Regions from separate parts of the Sus scrofa genome. Here regions 1 and 2 are each linked to region 3. A link is a contact called in public HiChIP or PLAC-seq data. All regions are on one chromosome and are shown on one strand. Each heading gives the region's core, a stretch centred on a gene start, on an enhancer-like site or on the middle of the called end of the contact. The rest is flanking DNA. Distances are from core to core; before and after follow the strand shown.

Region 1 (2,899 bases), core at 292-2,791, 320 kb after region 3:
CCTGGGAACCTCCATATCCTGCAGGTGTGGCCCTAGAAAAGACAAAAAGACAAAAAATCAAATCAAATCAAATCATGGCTTCAGAAGAGATAATGCTCCAGCTCATAAATTAGGAGGTGGGCTCATGGATGATGTTTATTTTGTGATTATGTTTTATAACGTATTTAGGGGTTTTGTCCAAAGGTCACCTCTTCAGTGAAGATTTTTAAGGTTACAGTCTTTACAGTTATACCCCTTATCATTCACTCTGTGCTCCCTTGTACTTCTTTCCTAATTTAAATTTTCCTGGAATACTTACTACCATGTGAGAGATGAAAAGAGTATCAGTTTTTATTTGCATATTGTCTATCGATCTTTCTACAAGGTAAGCTCACAAAGGCAGCAATTAGATCTAAGTTCCTGCTGTACCCTCAGCATCTACAACGGGGACTGGTATCCAGCAGATCCTTCGTAAATGTTTCTGAGAGTTCCCTTGTGGCACAGCAAGTCAAAGATCCAGTGTTGTCACTGCAGTGGCTCGGGTCACCACTAAGGTGCGGGTTTGATCCCTGACCCGGGAACTTCCACATGCCACATGTGAGGCCAAAAAACAAAAAATAAATGTTTTTGGAATGAATATGTTATATGACATGTGTTGAATATTATATAATTAAATGTCTTTTAAAAATGAAAACACACACACACAAATGCCACCGGTGGAGACCTAAAAAGACAAAAGGCAAAAAAAAAAAAAAGAAAAGAAAACAGTTGGTGTTCCAGTCATGGCTCAGAAGAAACAAATCTAACTAGGAACCATGAGGTTGTGGGTTTGATCCCTGGCCTTGCTCAGTGGGTTAAGGATCTGGCATTGCCATGAGCTGTAGCTCCGACTGGACCCCTAGCCTGGGAACCTCCATATGCCTCAGGTGTGTCCCTAAAAATCAAAAAAAGTAAAAGAAAAGAAAACAGTTATTTGGGGTTGCTGTGCCCCAAACATGGGTTGAACACTGTGTATTGTAAGATCTCACTGAATCCCAACAAATCCTCATGATGCAGATGGTAAAACTGAGGTTCAGAGATGCCGGTCCCTTGTCGAAGTTCATAGCTAGGATGTGGTAGAAGCAGGATTTGAATTTAGCAAACACAAGCACCTGGAGTAATCCTGGACAAGCCTGGGCTCAAGAAGCAGTGAGATCCTGGGGGAGGGGAAATGCTCTCCTAAGAAGGGCTGTGTTTAAGAGCTGGAGTTGGCTGGGTGGGGCCTGGTTTTTGCCCTGGGGACTCAGAAGCCAGGAGGAAAAGGCAATGGCACGCAGACTGCTGAAATTTCAGGGCAGCCCAGGGCCTGCTGAGAAATGCTGAGAAGGCAGCTCAGAGCCTTGCAGCCTTACCTCTCCCAGTCCATCCAGAGACCCAGAGGCCCAGAGAGGGCAAGCCATTTGCAGAGGGACACACAGCCAATAAGCCATTGAGGAGCCCTCAAAATCTAAGACTTTCTGAGTCCCAGAGCAGCTCAGGCTGGGGTATCAGTGACGCTGCCAGGGCTGTCACCGTTGCTGCTGTTCTGCTTTTCTCCCATCAGTAGTTTGAGGGACACAGGCACTCGTGCTGGGCTGTCCCCTGCTCCTCTCTGTCCCCTTGAGTGACCCATCTTCAAAACACACCCCCAATTCAGCCATTTTCCTCCGTTGGGGTCTCCGTTGCCTTTCGGCACAATGTCCGCATGCCTTCAGTTTCTAGAACATGCCTTGCTCCTGTCTGCCTCTGGGCCTTCCACTCCACACCCCTCTCAGCTCATCCAGCACTTCCCCAGGAAAGTCCCTTTCTCTGACTCCCTAAACCAGATGGAGTTCCACTTCCCTAGGCTTGCGTAACTCCCCCTGCTTTCATCCACAGAGATGACAGCATTTTGTAATTTCATATCAGCCTCTCCCACCAAACTGTAACCTCGGGAGGGTGAGGAGAGCATCTATTTTCTTTACCACTGCCTGTGCCTGCTGCTTTATTTTTCTTGTTTATAAAATGAGGATGGTGGAGTTCCTGTCATGGCTCAGTGGTTAACAAATCTGACTAGGAACCATGAGGTTTCAGGTTCAATCCCTGGCCTTGCTCAGTGGGTTAAGGATCCGGCATTGCGGTGAGCTGTGGTGTAGGTTGCAGACGTGGTTTGAATCTGGTGTTGCTATGGCTGTGGTGTAGGCTGGTGGCTACAGCTCTGATTCGACCCCTAGCCTGGGAATCTCCATATGCTGCGGGTGTGGCCCTAGAAAAAGGAAAAAAAAAAAAAAAAAAATGGGAATGGGAATGGGAACCACTATGAACTGAAGGTTTGTGGCTCCCCTCACCCCCATTCACTTGTTGAAGCCCTTACTGAAACCAAGCAGGACCCCATTTCTTGTGTTGAGGGAATAAGCCTCAGCCTCCAAGACCTTCCCAGAGTTCCAAAGAGCAGATTCAAACAGTTGCTGTTCAGGGAAGGGAGGGGATGCAGAGACAAGGGAGGAGCAGTCAAGCAACAGCAGTGCAGCCTTGGGGTAGGGACCTGGTTCCCCCTCAAGGAATACCCATAACAATATCTTTGAGCTCTTGGGTCTGCAGAACTCAAACCCCCCAACAATGTTAACGACTTGATGAAGGCTTCTTCCTTACAGAATGAAAGAGGACCACCAGAACCAGTCCTGGAGCCACTGAACACCAGCTTTGAAGAAGAATAAAAGCTTGCATCTACCCTGATCCTTATCTGTGGCCCTATTTTCTACTCCCGAACTATAAAACCACTTCCTAATCTCTCTCCCAAGGGAGGGAACAGTCTTTAAGGCATTAGCTTGCTATGGCTTCTGTTTATTTATTTATTGTAAATAAATTGACTACAGAAAATCTCTGGGTTTTAGGTAGTGGCTGTTTTTTTGTTTGTTTGTTT
Region 2 (3,049 bases), core at 55-2,554, 470 kb after region 3:
TCTATCGTTATCCTCAAAATTGTGATTAAGAAATAATAGTAATATCAAATTCCAATAATAACAGAGGCTACTTTTTTTTTGCTTTTTGCTATTTCTTGGGCCGCTCCCGCAGCATATGGAGGTTCCCACGCTAGGGGTCTAGTTGGAGCTGCGCCACCGGCCTACGCCAGAGCCACAGCAACGTGGGATCCGAGCCGAGTCTGCAACCTACACCACAGCTCACAGCAACGCCGGATCGTGAACCCACTGAGCAAGGGCAGGGACTGAACCTGCAACCTCATGGTTCCTAGTCGGATTCGTTAACCATTGCGCCACGACGGGAACTTCAAGAGGCTACTATTAATGAGGGTTCACTCTGAGGCAAGCATACCACACTCTTCTGTGAATTATTCCATTTGTTCTTAGCCAGACAGTAAATATTTAGCTATACGTTTCATATATGAGTTTTGTTAAATATTCATCCTTTCCCTCTTCTCCTTCCTCTTTACAATCCTTCAAAAATGTAAAAATTAGGAGTTCCCTGTGTCGTGCAGTGGAAAGGAATCCAACCAGTAAACCTGAGGATGCAGGTCTGATCTCTGGCCTCGCTTAGTGGGTCCGGGATCTGGTGTTGCTGTGGGCTAGTGGGTAGGTCACAGGTGCAGCTGGGATCCCGCATTGCTATGGCTGTGGTGTAGGCTGACAGCTGTAGCTCCAATTTACCCCTAACCTGGGAACCTCCATATGGCCTAAAAAACAACAAAACAAGTAAAAATTAAGAGTTGATGGCCGAGCAATTAAGGACTCAGTTGTCACTGCTGTGGCTCGATTATTGCTATGGCTCCAGTTCCATCCCGGCCCTGAAACTTCCACATGCCAAAACACAACAAAAACAAAAAAATAAAACTATGAAAATCATTTTTAGGTGCAAGCCATACAAAAGAAAATTGTAGGCTAGCGGTAGATACACATTATCTTCCTCTAGCAGATTATATTAAAACTGCAGCATAAGGAAACACATAATATACCCTTATTTTACTTATTGTAGATCTAGCACAATTGAATGTTAGCTCCATAAAGACAGGAAATTTTGTCCTCTTGGCTCACTACTCTTTCTTCACTGCTTGGAACACTGTGTGTAATTTGCTGAATAAAGGAAAGAATATATAAATGAACTTGGCCAAAGTTATGCGAAATGACTTGACTACTGATTACCTCAGGCAGGTTGCAGCTGCAGACTTCTGGTTACTAGATTTGGTATTAATCAGTGCTGGGAAGAAGCGAATTTCTTCTGGAGAGGGAGACAAATTACAGAAAATTTGGAAGCAGGACGGAAGATCCTTGCCCTCACTCAATATGGCGACAGGGCAGCGTGCCCTTTCCGGTCACATGATCTGCCTATTGCCAAAGGGTGCCTCCCCGCGCGTGCGTGCTGGGCCGCGGCTGCGAGGCGCTCAGGGAGAGGCGCTGCCGCCAGCGCCGCCGCTGGGACCCGTTAGAGCGGAAGCGCCTCCGCCGCCGCCGCCGCCGCCGCCGCCTTCGCTGTCTCGGGGCCCCAGGTTCCCGGCAGGTGGGAGGCGGGAGCCATGTCGAAGCGGCTCCGGAGCAGCGAAGTGTGCGCTGACTGCAGCGGGCCAGGTGAGTCTCATCAGCCGGGCCCGCTCCCCTCAGCTCTCCTGGCCAGGACCCCTGCCCCGGGGCCGCCCCTCGAGCCGGGCGGGTCCCGGCAGTCGACCTCTGCATCCCATGCCTGGGGTCACGACGAGGAGGAAGGGGGGCGGTCTTGGGGCAGAACCTGCCCCTGGCCTGTCAGAGCCGGGCGGGCAGGGGGCCGCCGCCCTCCCGCCCCTCCTTTCCCTTTCGTTCACTCTGTCCCAGGCCGTCCGGGGAGGCGGTGGGGTCGGAGCCGCTTTCCTAACAGGAAGGGGCTTGGGCAATCCACAGGAAGGCCAATTACAGAAGTAAAATGCGAGCGTCTTCCCGGCTGCGGCCCCCAGAGACTGCAGGTGTCACCACCCCCTTCCCACAGTCACCCAAGACCCCCGTCCCCGGAGGCGCCCTGCTGGTAGTGGGCGACGCTCACCCCTTCCCTCCACTGAGACTCGCCAGAGGACCCCCATGGACGATTTCGCCATTTCTGGCATCCCGACTCCCGCTCCACGGCAGAGAGTCTCCAGGATGTCGGGGTCTTGCAAACGCCACCTGCACTTGGGAGGCAATGCTTGGCTCAGGTTCTGAGATCTGAACCGTCTGAGTTCAAACTAGATGTTCCCTCTGGGTGACCTTGGGCTGGTGACTTCATTTGGCCGAGTCTTCATTTCCTCATTTTTCCGATGGGGATAATGGGGAGTATGGTGCTTAGCGGTAGGGAAGATTCAGTGAATATTCTTAGCATCATCTCATTTAAATTTTTTTCCCCTATTGTGTACAGAACCTTTACAGTCCCTTAAAACTATAGTTGAATTTCTAAATCATGCATTAATTACAGCTTACAAAACCAACACACACCACATCACTGACAAGTAGACCCATTTGGGCATTTAGGCAATATAGGCATATGGCAGCACTGAAAGGCCAAAACTAAACCTCCCATGTGTAGTTTTCGTCTTAGCAGTTGGAACTGAGTTGACAGGTCTCTGTACTGTTCTCAGTGCTTGTATTTTTCTGCTTTGAATTTGAAGTAATTCAAAAGGTAAAATGGCACCACAGCATCCAGTAAACAATCTTAATGAAACCATTGCGCACCAGTGTTTTTGCGACTGTTCCAAACTTTGTCTTGTCAGATGGAAGTGGAGACTGATTTTTAAATAGTACTATGATAATTCAAACCTTATGTGGTTATTTCATGGCCTCTATAATGTAAGTGGGGTTACCGGTTTCCTTTGAAGATAGGGAGACGGGTGGAGGAGTTTAAAAAGAGGTGTTTTAGAAACCAAGTTAATGTGTTATACAAACTCCATCGTATTCTCTAAAAATGTTATTTGTTCCACTTCCTTATTTTCTTGCCTCTTTTCGGTTGAACCTTCTGTGATGTTTGATTCTTATGAGTCTAGATTCAAACTTCCTCTTG
Region 3 (3,106 bases), core at 131-2,630:
AACTGATTTCTGAAGGAAAATAATGGGAGATAAATAACATCTAGGGCCTTTACATACCACTCAGAATTGGTGAATGAATTTAGAATTTAATTTTTTGCTTTTTAGGGCCACACCCATGGCATATGGAAGTTCCAAGGCTAGAGGTTGAATCAGCTAAAGCTGCAGGCCTATGTCACAGCTACAGCAACTCGGGATCGAAGCTGCCTCTGCCACCTACACAGCTCAGGGCAACCTTGAGTCCTTAACCCACTGAGAGAGGCCAGAGGTCTAATATGCATCCTCCTGTATCCTAGTCAGGTTCCTTAACTGCTGAGCCACAAAGGGAACTCCTAAAATGCACTTTTAATTCACAAACTAGTTAACCCAAGGAGGGGGGTGGCAGAAATCCATACTCTTCAGAAGGATGTTTTCCCTTAGCTGAAAAACAAGTTCTGCAACTGGGCTATGTAGGTTCTTCCAGCAACCGAGTCTCACCTTGGTAGAAGGGTTGCCTCTAGGTACATTACCTTCTCCAGATTTCAATTTCAAGCATATGGTAAAAAACGGAATGAATTTACATAGTGTGGTTGTGGAGGAGGGTCCTCTCTTGCATTTACACATACACACAACTGTGTATTCTGTACTTCACAGGCCCCTATGCAGGGCTTTTCAGGGGTAATTCTGACAATGCTTTTTTCATATGATGTCAAAGTAACCCGTCAAATAACTTACTCGGAACTATACAAGTCTTTCCTCATTTAGTTTTCATCATCCTATTAAACTCAATCAAAAACCACACGTCAAATAGTATAGGGGTTTCTGCCGACTGGTATTTTCTGCCCACTGCCTACTGGTATTAGCTCTCCGCTTAAGTTTGGACTCAAGCAGACCTCAGGCTCGGGTTCTGAAACTCCTAAAAAGGACGACACCCTACATAAAATGGTGCACAGGGCTTGGCAGCTTCCAAGGTCGCCCGTGCCCCTTCTTTCTCCCTCCAATGGCCACTGCTCCCTCCAGATCCCGCCATCCTCCTGGTTCCCCAACACCCTCGCACCCGCGAAGCCGATGGAGGAGGCGGCCGCGCCGAAAGTTCCGTGCACGCGCGCGATCGTGTCCCGTACTAGGCCGCCCAGCACTCGGTCCTCCAGATTCAGACGGCAGCGGGGGTCCTCAGACACCACTTCGCAAAGCAGGTACCTGGGGCAGGCGAGAGGGCGGTGAGTGCTGGGCCGGGGCCAGGACCGCAGGGACAGGAATAAGGGTTGCTTACCTGTGCTTGAAGCGCACCATGTTCGTATCCGCCTCGGGCGTCCAGACACTCAAACCGGATGTCTGCCTTCTCGTCGGCGGCCAATGGGAAGTTGGCCTGGCAGCCACTCAGAGAGGGAGGCGGAACTAGAATGTAGGCGGAGCCCCGTGTCAGTCTCCTTTGAGCTCCGCCTCCCTCTGCCGAGCGCAGGCGTCCTGCTCATTTCTTCGCTTAGACTTTCAACTGAACCCGTTGTGATGAGTGGTTGTGCTCCACGCCAGAGTTTGCTGTTTAGGATGCAGCTGAGGCATTTGGAACCTCCAGGACGTTCCATTACCTTGCAACATAGTACCCAAGCTGGACGGTGGAACATTTGAGCACAAGACCTTGCACCCCCCAGGCCAGGGATTGATAGGGGAAATCGGACTCTTATTCTCAGTTTGGAGCTCGGTTTAATTTCTCCATACAGCCAAATATGTTATTACTGTTTAGGCCTTTCAATAACCTTATGGAGTTGGGTGTATTGGCTTGTTTTTTTTTGTTTGTTTTTTTGTTTTTTTGCAAAAACAATCCGTGGTCGTTATATTTTCTGGTTATTTTGGTTTGTTTTTTGTTTTTGTTTTTAAACAGAAAAGCACAAAGAAGCAAATAAAAATAAGTTATAATCCCAGCACCTAGAGAGAATAATTTATCATGTAGTGGATTTTCTTCCAACATTTTACCCCTGTTCCAGTGGTTTTCCAGGTGAAGTCCAGGAACCACTGGATTTTCCCAGATTCTTTTAGGGAGTCCCCCGAGGTCAAATTACTTTTGTAGTAACACTAAGGTGTTACTTGCTGTTTTCACTTTCTGAGTGGACAGTAAAGTTTTCCAGAGGCCAGTGACATGTGCTGACATTGCTCTGATGGCTAAGAGAATTGTGCATGGTGTTTTAAACATTTCTGTTTTAATAAACATAGTGAGTATCAATATATTTCACATAACAAAAGCTCTTTGGGATCCTCAATAATTTAGTAAGAATGGAAAGGGGCCCTGAGACAAAAAAGGTACGAGATGTACCTTCCACTGTATGATAATTTATATTTTCCATTTTCTTTTTAAGAATAGGATCATACTGTTTACTACTCTTCTTTCCCCTCACATTGAATATCTTTTTAAAAACTGAGGCATAACATACATAAAATGCATATTAAGTGCATAACTCAATGAATTTTTATATATGTATAAACTTTTGCAACCACTGCCCAGATTAAGAGATAGAACATTTCCAACACTCAGGAAGGTTCCTGTGCTCTCTTCCGAGCCAAAAACCTTCCCAGAAGTAGCCTATATTCTGACTTCTGTCATGACAGATTAGCTTTTTCTCTTCTGGAACTTTATATAAATGTAAATCTCCAGCAGCATATTTGTGTGTGTGTGCGTGCATGTCTGGCTCCTTTCTTTCAACATAATGTCTGTAAGATTCATTCTTGTCATTTGACTATATTTTCATGCCAGCTGTTCTACAAAGTTATTTTTCAGTTGCCCCAGACTGCATTGTTTGGATGTACCACTGCTGATCTAGTCAATATTTCCATGATGGATATTTAAATTAATTCCAGATTTTCTTGTTATAGCCAGTACTTAGTTGTCCAGCCTTGTAACTAGCTCTTTATACACATCCCTGGCTATTTGTGTCATTGTCATCGACTTAGCTGGCCCTGTGAACCAGAAGAGAGAGTCGGATTTCACAATAGATTGTCTGAGAGATCTGAAGTGAGTTCTCAATTTTTCCACCTCTCACTCTTCACCACCGTAAAAGAGTGATGCTGAGGAAGGAGAACAGCAGCCCTGCTGAGGGACCAGGCTTTTTTCCCCCCACCCAACAGCGAGCGACCT

The links. HiChIP or PLAC-seq counts read pairs in DNA pulled down with a chosen protein or histone mark.
Region 1: an H3K27ac HiChIP or PLAC-seq map of alveolar macrophages shows a contact between it and region 3. The contact joins the enhancer-like site here to the promoter of POP5 in region 3. A contact is called at or near these places in 4 of 47 Hi-C or Micro-C datasets (epiblast stem cells, liver, omental adipose tissue and 1 more) and 2 of 2 datasets of contacts at active chromatin or transcription factors (alveolar macrophages and skeletal muscle).
Region 2: a contact with region 3 is called in an H3K27ac HiChIP or PLAC-seq map of alveolar macrophages. The contact joins the promoter of ANKRD13A here to the promoter of POP5 in region 3. A contact is called at or near these places in 1 of 5 promoter capture datasets (liver) and 1 of 2 datasets of contacts at active chromatin or transcription factors (alveolar macrophages).

The regions. Positions count from the first base shown.
Region 1 is chr14:40,842,505-40,845,403 of Sscrofa11.1, forward strand. The region is part of intron 3 of SPPL3 (signal peptide peptidase-like 3); the gene reads right to left. Among named protein-coding and RNA genes, the nearest start is that of HNF1A, 25 kb to the right of the region's middle. Within about 2 kb of position 1,542, at least 6 of the 83 cell types and tissues checked have an H3K27ac peak or open chromatin away from gene starts, as enhancers often do. A contact at or near this core is called in alveolar macrophages, where this site is marked.
Region 2 is chr14:40,994,578-40,997,626 of Sscrofa11.1, forward strand. ANKRD13A (ankyrin repeat domain-containing protein 13A) reads right to left here and starts at 1,305. Exons shown (of 15, transcript XM_021074290.1): 1 at 1,195-1,305. It overlaps GIT2 (ARF GTPase-activating protein GIT2), which reads left to right and starts at 1,409. Exons shown (of 18, transcript XM_003483442.4): 1 at 1,409-1,617. The coding sequence starts at 1,566.
Region 3 is chr14:40,524,554-40,527,659 of Sscrofa11.1, forward strand. POP5 (ribonuclease P/MRP protein subunit POP5) reads right to left here and starts at 1,381. Exons shown (of 5, transcript XM_001925378.5): 1 at 1,250-1,381; 2 at 1,034-1,176. The coding sequence starts at 1,269.